Regions from separate parts of the Gossypium hirsutum genome. Here region 2 is linked to region 1. The links are chromatin contacts, called in public Hi-C maps. All regions are on one chromosome and are shown on one strand. Each heading gives the region's core, a stretch centred on a gene start, on an enhancer-like site or on the middle of the called end of the contact. The rest is flanking DNA. Distances are from core to core; before and after follow the strand shown. Region 1 has its middle 5.5 kb from the start of LOC107891922. Region 2 has its middle 27 kb from the start of LOC107892656.

Region 1 (3,897 bases), core at 1,230-3,729:
AACCTGTATGGTGAAAACAAAAACACAATAATAATTGGATCACTATTTATAAGTTTACCATAAAAAAGTTGATTTTTTTTTTTGCATTATATTTATTGGGCCCTCCTCTCACAGAACTGTGCCCCCATGTTAAATTTCTACATAAATCTCCCTACCTGCCCAACATTATCTTCCTAAATCTATGCAAACAGAGAAGAGGTGGGACCTGTAAATGTAATCCACCTTCTCTTGTTTTGGTACTTACATGGTAAATCCACCAAACAATTCTTCCTTTTCATGGTTTTATAAGCAATAAAACCTTAAATTCTTTGGAAATGAATCTCATTGACTGCTGATTTAAATTGCGGTTGGTGAATCTAATAAGTACTTTTACCTAATTCCAACACAACCTATGAGTGTCATTCCCTTTCTCTAATCAACTTTTTGCTACTAAAAGGAATAAATATGGTAGTGCTGCTCATACAAGGAACGAACCAGGGTTCTAGAACGAAGCCCATCATTTTGTAGGTTTGAGTTTCCCACCTTTCAAATTCATGCCAAATATTGGTCATTATGGGCACAAAGCTAAAAGGGCCTGGGGCATTATAACTGCTGCCTAGCTTCCTAACTGCTAATTCACGAGATGAACGGAAGGCTAATTCCTTGTATTTAGACCATGCTCCCATTCTATTGAAATTGCAATAAACTCACCCCTTAGTTTATTCATAAGTTTGCTCCTTAACGCAATTTAATTAGTTCAAAATACCAACTAAATGGTTTTTTTTCTTTTTAATTATTTCAGAGTGCTTCACTCAAATTAATACAAATTTGATTCCCAATTATCTCCAAGACCTTTACCACTTGTGTAAAAGCCAATTATTCTTATTTAGTAAAAACAATTTGTTTTGTCTTGACCACGATGTTACAACTCTAAAAGCTTTAAAATTCTATATTCGAGTCTCTTCCTTTGTAAATTATGTGTAACTTCTCAATCTCAATTTTATATTTTTTTTGGTAAATAAAATGATATAGCCTTGAGTTAAAATTACATCAGTACTAATCTCCCTCAAGAAATGGACACATAGCACGATGAATATCATAATCCAATAAGTCTCTCACAATACCCGGTGGTTCCTGATGAATAATCAATTGTTCTATTTCACCTCGAGCCTCTTTGGTGATACAATCTACCAACCTATACCTTTCTCTCAAGATCCGTCAAAATTTCTCTTCCCAATCCTCAAAACACCAGTCTTGAATAAGCCTAACTTTGTTGTTACAGTTGTTTGCTACTAACCCATTTTGTATAACAACAATCAACACAAAATTATCACTCTCAATCTCCACTTGACAGTAACCCTATGCCCAAGCATACTTTAAACCTTCAATTAATGCTCGAGCTTGAATCTGAAAAATATCTGACAATCCTACCGCCATTTCAAAACTCCCATCCAACTTCCATTCGGCTTTCTCACCACTCCACCTATGATCGCTCTTGATCTAGAATTTGATACCGAGCTATCAACATTCATTTTAACCCATTCATGAATAAGGAATTGTCACCAACCTTTAGTCATAGATTTACAAGCCCAATTTCCAAACACTCCTTTAACATATATATATAGAGAGAGAGAGACTTTGTCTAAGCTCAGCTGAAACTAAGAAAGCATGACTGTTGTTATTCACTCCAGTCAAGATGAATTTATTTTAACTCTTTTAAAAAAGCCAAGTTATAATACAATTATTAATACAATTATAATTTATAATGTTATCCTAATTATATATATTAAATTTGTAATTATGATTGTATTTCTACAAATACTCGAAAGAACACTAGTTTTACATTTGTGGATCAAGTGATTTTATGAAATTCATGTAAAAAAAATGGTTAACATGCATCGGAAAAATGCTTTAACTCTGATACTCTTCAATTTTTCTATGATTAACAAGTCCAACTCATCTTACTTGAACAACTCCAAGCCAGCCAAATGAAAAAAAGTCCCAAATCATTAGTTTTGCTATTCCTTACAGGAGGGATTTTCATGTCATTATGGTGCAATAGACTTTGCATACGAAATTATTAGGTAATGTTGGTAAATGGGATATAAAGTAATAACATCAACATGATTGCTAAATTTCAGGGTTGCTGTTGGAAACTTTGATGTAACAGGGGAACCTGACAAGATCTGTCACCAGATTTTCATCCACAAAGGTCTTGAATTTGACAAGAAAAAGAGGATATCAAAATATTGGTAAATGATGGTTGGGTTGCGGTCTTATAAGTAGAAACCAGAACTAGTGCTGTTTCTGAACTTTGAAGCAGTAGATGCCGCTTACATTAATTTGTTTGGGGGTCATAATTAATGATGAAGTTTCATTTCAATCTTGACAGCAATAAAAGACTGAACCTCTTTTGATTCTTTCTTTGCCATCACTATTGTGCCAAAGCTACCAATAACACTAAAAAGTGCTTGCCATCTTGGGTTAGTCTGGTAAACATGAGGGCTTAGGGTTGGGCCTTGGGTGTAGCTGCTGTTTTAAATCGTTGATTGGACCCAAAATATAGCAGTGGGAAACTGGACCTATTTATTTACAATATTCAAGGACATCGAGAAAAGAGATGCATGTTGGACAAACTAACGAGCGAGTTGATTTGAACAAATAATATTGCAACAAAGGCTTGGAATTAGAGAAAGGAATTTTTTGAGTGAAACAAGTTGGACAACAACATCACACACATTCTGCTGCCCACATCCTTGGCTTCAACCGCTACTTTTTTTTTTTCCGAATTCTTTTTGATTAATTAAAAGAGGAGAGCAAAATTTTAATAATAACGCAATTAGCTCGATTTAAACCCAAACCACACTTGGGGCGATGAATACTCTGACCATCAAACCAACATACAGAGTTCTTTTTCTGAATTTGACTAACTTCCTAAGTACATTTTCATTTCAAAATTGTAACTTTTTTTTTGTTGGCTTCTTGCTCGTGTAGCTATCAAAATGTGATATGTAAATTAAGTACAGGTCAACTAATTGCTATATAACCTTTCGCCGAGGTTAATTTAATTATGAAGGTTAATGATTATAATTATGTTTAACTAAATTTAAGAATATTTATAAGTCCCTTAACAAAATTTTTTATCAAATATAATCTTCTTTTTTGTAAAGGAGAAGAACAACCAATTTACAAGCTAGTTGCTTCAACGCGGCACTGTCTTTCATCAGCTTGCAACAGTCCCATTGCCTTTACTAGTGGTACTCGATGCAGTTGCATTCCCCTCCCCTTTCCTCTGGCCAATGTTGCCATACAGTCTGCCACCTTATTTCCTTCTCTGCATACATGTTGAACTCTCACCTCTCAATTCCAAGCACAAAGCACCAAATCATTAGTAAAGAAAAGATGAGAAATTCCCGACCCATTCCTAACTAACTTTATTGGTTTCCAAATGCCCCCCTCAACCTCCATGTGTATAGATTGAGCTAATTGTTTCTTGCACAACACAAATTAGTATGGAGACTAAAGATCTCCTTATCGAATTCTTTGCATCATTTTAAAGTTTTCAGTCGTCCATAAAATTTGCATTAAAATCAAAGTTATAAAGTGCATGAACACATCTTAAGATTATCTGGTATACTAACAGCCACCAAAATTTTGTCTAGAAAATCTCAACATTACCACTTCAAAAATATATATATATTTGAAAGCTTACAAGTACAAAACAATCCAAATACAAGTATAATATATGTCCAAATAATCATTTGGTGTAGAATCAAACTATTACAATACAAACTAACTAAGAATGAGATTAAATAATTAAATTTTTACAACACAAACTAAGAACTAAATCAATCCAAACTAGAGACTAATTAATGAATTAAAACCCACCCATAATAATAGTTCATGGTAAAACTCGAA
Region 2 (4,383 bases), core at 23-2,522, 89 kb before region 1:
TTTTAAATTATTTTAAATATATTTAAACCTTTTTAAAATAATTTTTATAAAAACTTTATTTAAAAATTTTAAATGTTTAAATTAAAAATATATTTAATATTTAAAATTAATATTTAAAATTAAAAATAATTTCAAAAATATACTTTTAAAATTTTAAATATTATTTTTTAAAATTATGTCTTATAAATTTTAAAAATATATTTTTGAAATTATTTTATTTTGTTTAAAAATATATTTTTAAAAATATATTTAAAATTTAAAATTTAGAAAAATTAATTTCAAAAATATATTTTTAAAATTTATAAGACATAATTTAAAAAAATAATATTTAAAATTTTAAAAATAATTTTAAAATAATAATTAAAATTTTAAAAATATATATTATAAAACATTTCAAATATGCATTTCAAAATTTTTAAAATTAATAAAAATAAATAAAATAAATAAACAAAATCAAATAAGAAAAATATAAAACTTAAAAAAACAAAAAAAAATTAAAGAAAAAGATAAAAGTTAATAAAAAAGTAATAAAAAAAGTAAAAGAAGAGTGTTAGGTTTAGTCTGGTCTGGTGGCGCCGTTTAAGTTGGCTCCACCAAAAAATAAAAAATTGTTTTGAAGTCCCCCATTTTTTCAGAACTTGCAGTATTTTCATGGTATTTATACAGGTGGCGCCATTTTACATGGCTCTACCAAAAAATTAAAATTTTAATGCTCCCTGCTGACGTGGCAAGTTGGTGGCGCCATATAATTTGACTTCACCAACTTTTACTGTAGATTTCAGGTCATTTTGGTGTTTAATTAAAAAGATGGGTCATTTTAATACTTAATTAAATTATTTGAGTTATTTAAATAAAAAAGCCAACCTTAGGCACTAGTCTTACACCAACAATGCCAAAGTCAACCTTCGATCCTTGCTTCGGAGAGTCCCTTAACAAAGCTCTAGGCCTAGAGCAGCACAACGACACCAAATGAGAACAAAAGGAAGTTGGGATAATCTGGAATTGCTATTACTCAATAAGTTAACTTATGTGCCTTCCTTTATATAGGCCAAACCGCTTTGATCCAACGGTCACGGTCAAATACAATAGATAATCAAGAACTTAAGTTTAGAATATTTTATACAACTCTTTCAAAAGGTTCTACTTTATTCCACAAGGTTTGGATCTCTACCTTGAGCTTCCGGATTTTTGGTACCCCTAGACCCATTCTTCTCACTTGTGCACTTTTTCGGGCCTGTTGCAGCTAAGGGGGCCTCCCTAGGCCCTTGGTGGCCACCATTCGCACCTAAGGGCCTTCACCTGTACTTAGGGTGGCTTGCTCCACACCTTTGGGTGACCGTGACACCAGCCTGTGCTGCTTCTAAATTAGTAATTTGTTGAGTCTATATGGTGCTTATGTATGATCATAATCTATTTGGGTGAAAACATTGTCTAATGCCAACCAATCTTTAGGTGATTTAGTCAATCTTGGACCGAGACATTGTGCAAAATGAATCTATTCTGCTATGATTCCTAGACTAGTAAATACCTAACTCCTAGATTGGTACATGGTTAAATTGATTGAAGTGGTTGGTTGGCGTCATCTATTGTTCTCTCATGATGTTATCTTCAATTAAGCTATCATTGATTTATTATCATTCTATTTCCTTTGAACTTCATCTTTTTTCGTGTGATTTTTCTTACGAGTTTGGCCAATCTTTTGTCTGATGCATGGTAGACAGGAAGAGGATGCAATGGTTTCTTCAGTGATTATGCAGAATAACGTAAGGAACGTTTTGAACTTGTTGGCCCTATTCTAATTGTAATAGTGTCACAGGTCCCTGGGGCTGCTGCCGTGGTGATCCAGTTATTCGCTGCTACTTTTATGAGGTACCTAAGCTAAGGTTACTTGGTCTCTCTAGAACAAAACATGCATTATTCCCTAATCAAATAATCAAGCTTGGTCTGATCGTCTCGCTAGCTTTCTCTAACATGATATCCCCTCTTACAGATCGAAATATATTGGTAATATCCGTAGAAGATGAAAATTAAAGAGTTGGAAGAAAATAATAAGCACATGGATCTACAGTCCCATGACATGTATGTTACAAACACTTTATTTTGACGCCCGTAGGAACAAAAACTTTTAAAACAAGGATCCGAATCAAGTGCCCCGTGGATAATGCATACCAGAAATAAATGATAAGAAAAATTGAGGTCAGGTAAGGTGAGTTTGTCGAGGAGAGAGGATGGGGATTTGGATGTCTGAAACTGACCTTCCGCTAAGGTTAAAGCAGTCCCACATGCAGCCAAAAGATTTAAGAGGTAGGTTGGTAGGTAGGTAATGTCTTCTTCAGCTTCTCCATCTATCTATTTAGGACAGCTCTCTTTTTGTTCCTCCACCCAAGCACATGACATCCACGTGCTGCTGCGCTGGCTTGCTTGTCAACCCACTCTAATTATTGCAACCTTAACCCACATTTAGGATCACAAGTAACCGATCATGTAATTATAAAATCCCAATCTTTATAAACATAAAAATGAAACTTTAATCTGATAATAAGAATAAATATAGATGCTGAAGTTTCATACTTGACATTTGTTAAATTTGAGCTTTTAATGATGAGTGCGTGAATGAATTAAGGATGAGAGTGTTTCACTTCAGTTGTTGGTTTTGGTAGATCCGTTCTTAGGCCTTTAATCTCTATATTTAAAAAGATTTGCTAAAAGAGCCAACAACCTAACTGATTGTGATGATGATAAGAGCCGTCTGATTGAAACAAGTGAGGCACCAAACAATTAATGCATGTAGGGTAGGGTATACGCAGGTTTATCCATGCTAAATTGTGCATATATGCTGATTTTGTTTTTTTTAATTTACTAAATAGGTTTTTTTTAATTTAAAGAAATAGGTCGATTTTGGAGAGAGTGAGTGAAATTGTGCCCAATTGGACGCGCTTTCACTATCTCTCTTTAAACTTTTTTTTTTAATTTTTTAGGTTTAAGTTTAAGGTTAGGGTTAGGGTTAGGGTTAGAGTTTTTTATTAGTAATATGGTTTAGGGTTTTAAAAGTGAAATCGTGAAAGTTTATTGGTAGATTTGAGGGTTTGAGTATGCGATAACACGTCTCAGAATATATACGTTTCATATGTCATGTCGGGATAGGATCAGTACCTCAGAAACTCATCTTATGAAAGTTAGGTTTCGGGGTGACAGTGCTTAATACAGTTAAAGGTCGAAGTCTAAGTGGAGGTCCCAGTCAGTAGTCGTGATGGGGTTAAAGGTTCAAGTATAACCAAGGTCCAATTAATGGTCGTTATACGATCACAAGTTCAAGCTTTTTGGATACCCGCAAAGGATACCTTATATATACCATACATAAGATTGAGGTCATAATTATAGGGAAAAATGAAGGGCTTTCCAGTGTAATCATAGGTAGTCAGTATCTTTAACCTTTCAATCTTATCCAAAGGTTGACACCGAAGTGAATACAAGAGGACTCTCAGGTAGTAAGCAGATGTTCCGGCACAGTAGAGGTTAAACTCGGGTCAACGTGGCGGCGGTTGTATTTATTAATGAGTTGTTTAATAATGAACATCGTTGTCACCCTAAAAGCAGCATCACCTTTACTGCATCACAACAACCACTGCCCACTTGAGAGTCCTCTTGCATCAACGACAATGTCGACCTTAAGATAAGAATGAAGGTTAAAGATACGGTTGCATGGAAATAGAGAAAAAAATTATGTCGATTATAGTGAAAAGCCCTACAATTTTTCCCTATGATTATCCCCTCAAACTTCTGTATGATATTTATAAGCCAACATCTTCGAGTATCCAAAAAGTTTGAGCTCGTGTCCGCATAACGATTGGCAACTGGCTCCCCCGTTATACTCCTATCCATAACCTCATAATGACTATTGATCGAGACCTCTACGTAGACTTCTACCCATGATCGTATAAAGCAAAATCACCACGGAACCTAACATCCACATGATAGATTTTTGAGGTAATGGTCCCATCTTGACAAGATATATGAAATGTGTGTGTCTCAGAGCGATATCACATCACCAATGAGTCTAGAATACCTCAAACCAAAAATTTTATTAACCACGAAAATTTTTAACACTGAAATGGGAAAGAAAACCGAGAGAGAAATATTTTAAAGGGGAGGGATGGAGGCCAGGAGAGATGATGGTTTAGGGATAATGAAGTATGGAGGGGGAGCCTCCTTTTTATAGGCACAAGGAGGGGTAAGATTACAAAGGAAAAAAACCTGGTAGTTGAAAACGCATCGTAGGAGAGGCTTTTTCATCGAATATCTAAAAAACATGCTTCAAATCTTACTCGAGATTCCCGAGGTCATGGCACATTTGGCAGACTTTTAGTGGGAATGGTAAGAAAG

The links. Hi-C and Micro-C count contacts between places; a contact is called where the count stands out from the background.
Region 2: a Hi-C map of leaf shows a contact between it and region 1, with 6 times the contacts expected there. The contact joins two enhancer-like sites. A contact is called at or near these places in 14 of 34 Hi-C or Micro-C datasets (anther, callus, hypocotyl and 2 more).

Annotation. Positions count from the first base shown.
Region 1 is chrD12:4,662,958-4,666,854 of Gossypium_hirsutum_v2.1, reverse strand. No RefSeq gene overlaps it. Among protein-coding and RNA genes, the nearest start is that of LOC107891922, 5.5 kb to the right of the region's middle. Within about 2 kb of position 2,479, at least 2 of the 9 cell types and tissues checked have an H3K27ac peak or open chromatin away from gene starts, as enhancers often do. A contact at or near this core is called in leaf, where this site is marked.
Region 2 is chrD12:4,750,035-4,754,417 of Gossypium_hirsutum_v2.1, reverse strand. No RefSeq gene overlaps it. Among protein-coding and RNA genes, the nearest start is that of LOC107892656, 27 kb to the left of the region's middle. Within about 2 kb of position 1,272, at least 4 of the 9 cell types and tissues checked have an H3K27ac peak or open chromatin away from gene starts, as enhancers often do. A contact at or near this core is called in leaf, where this site is marked.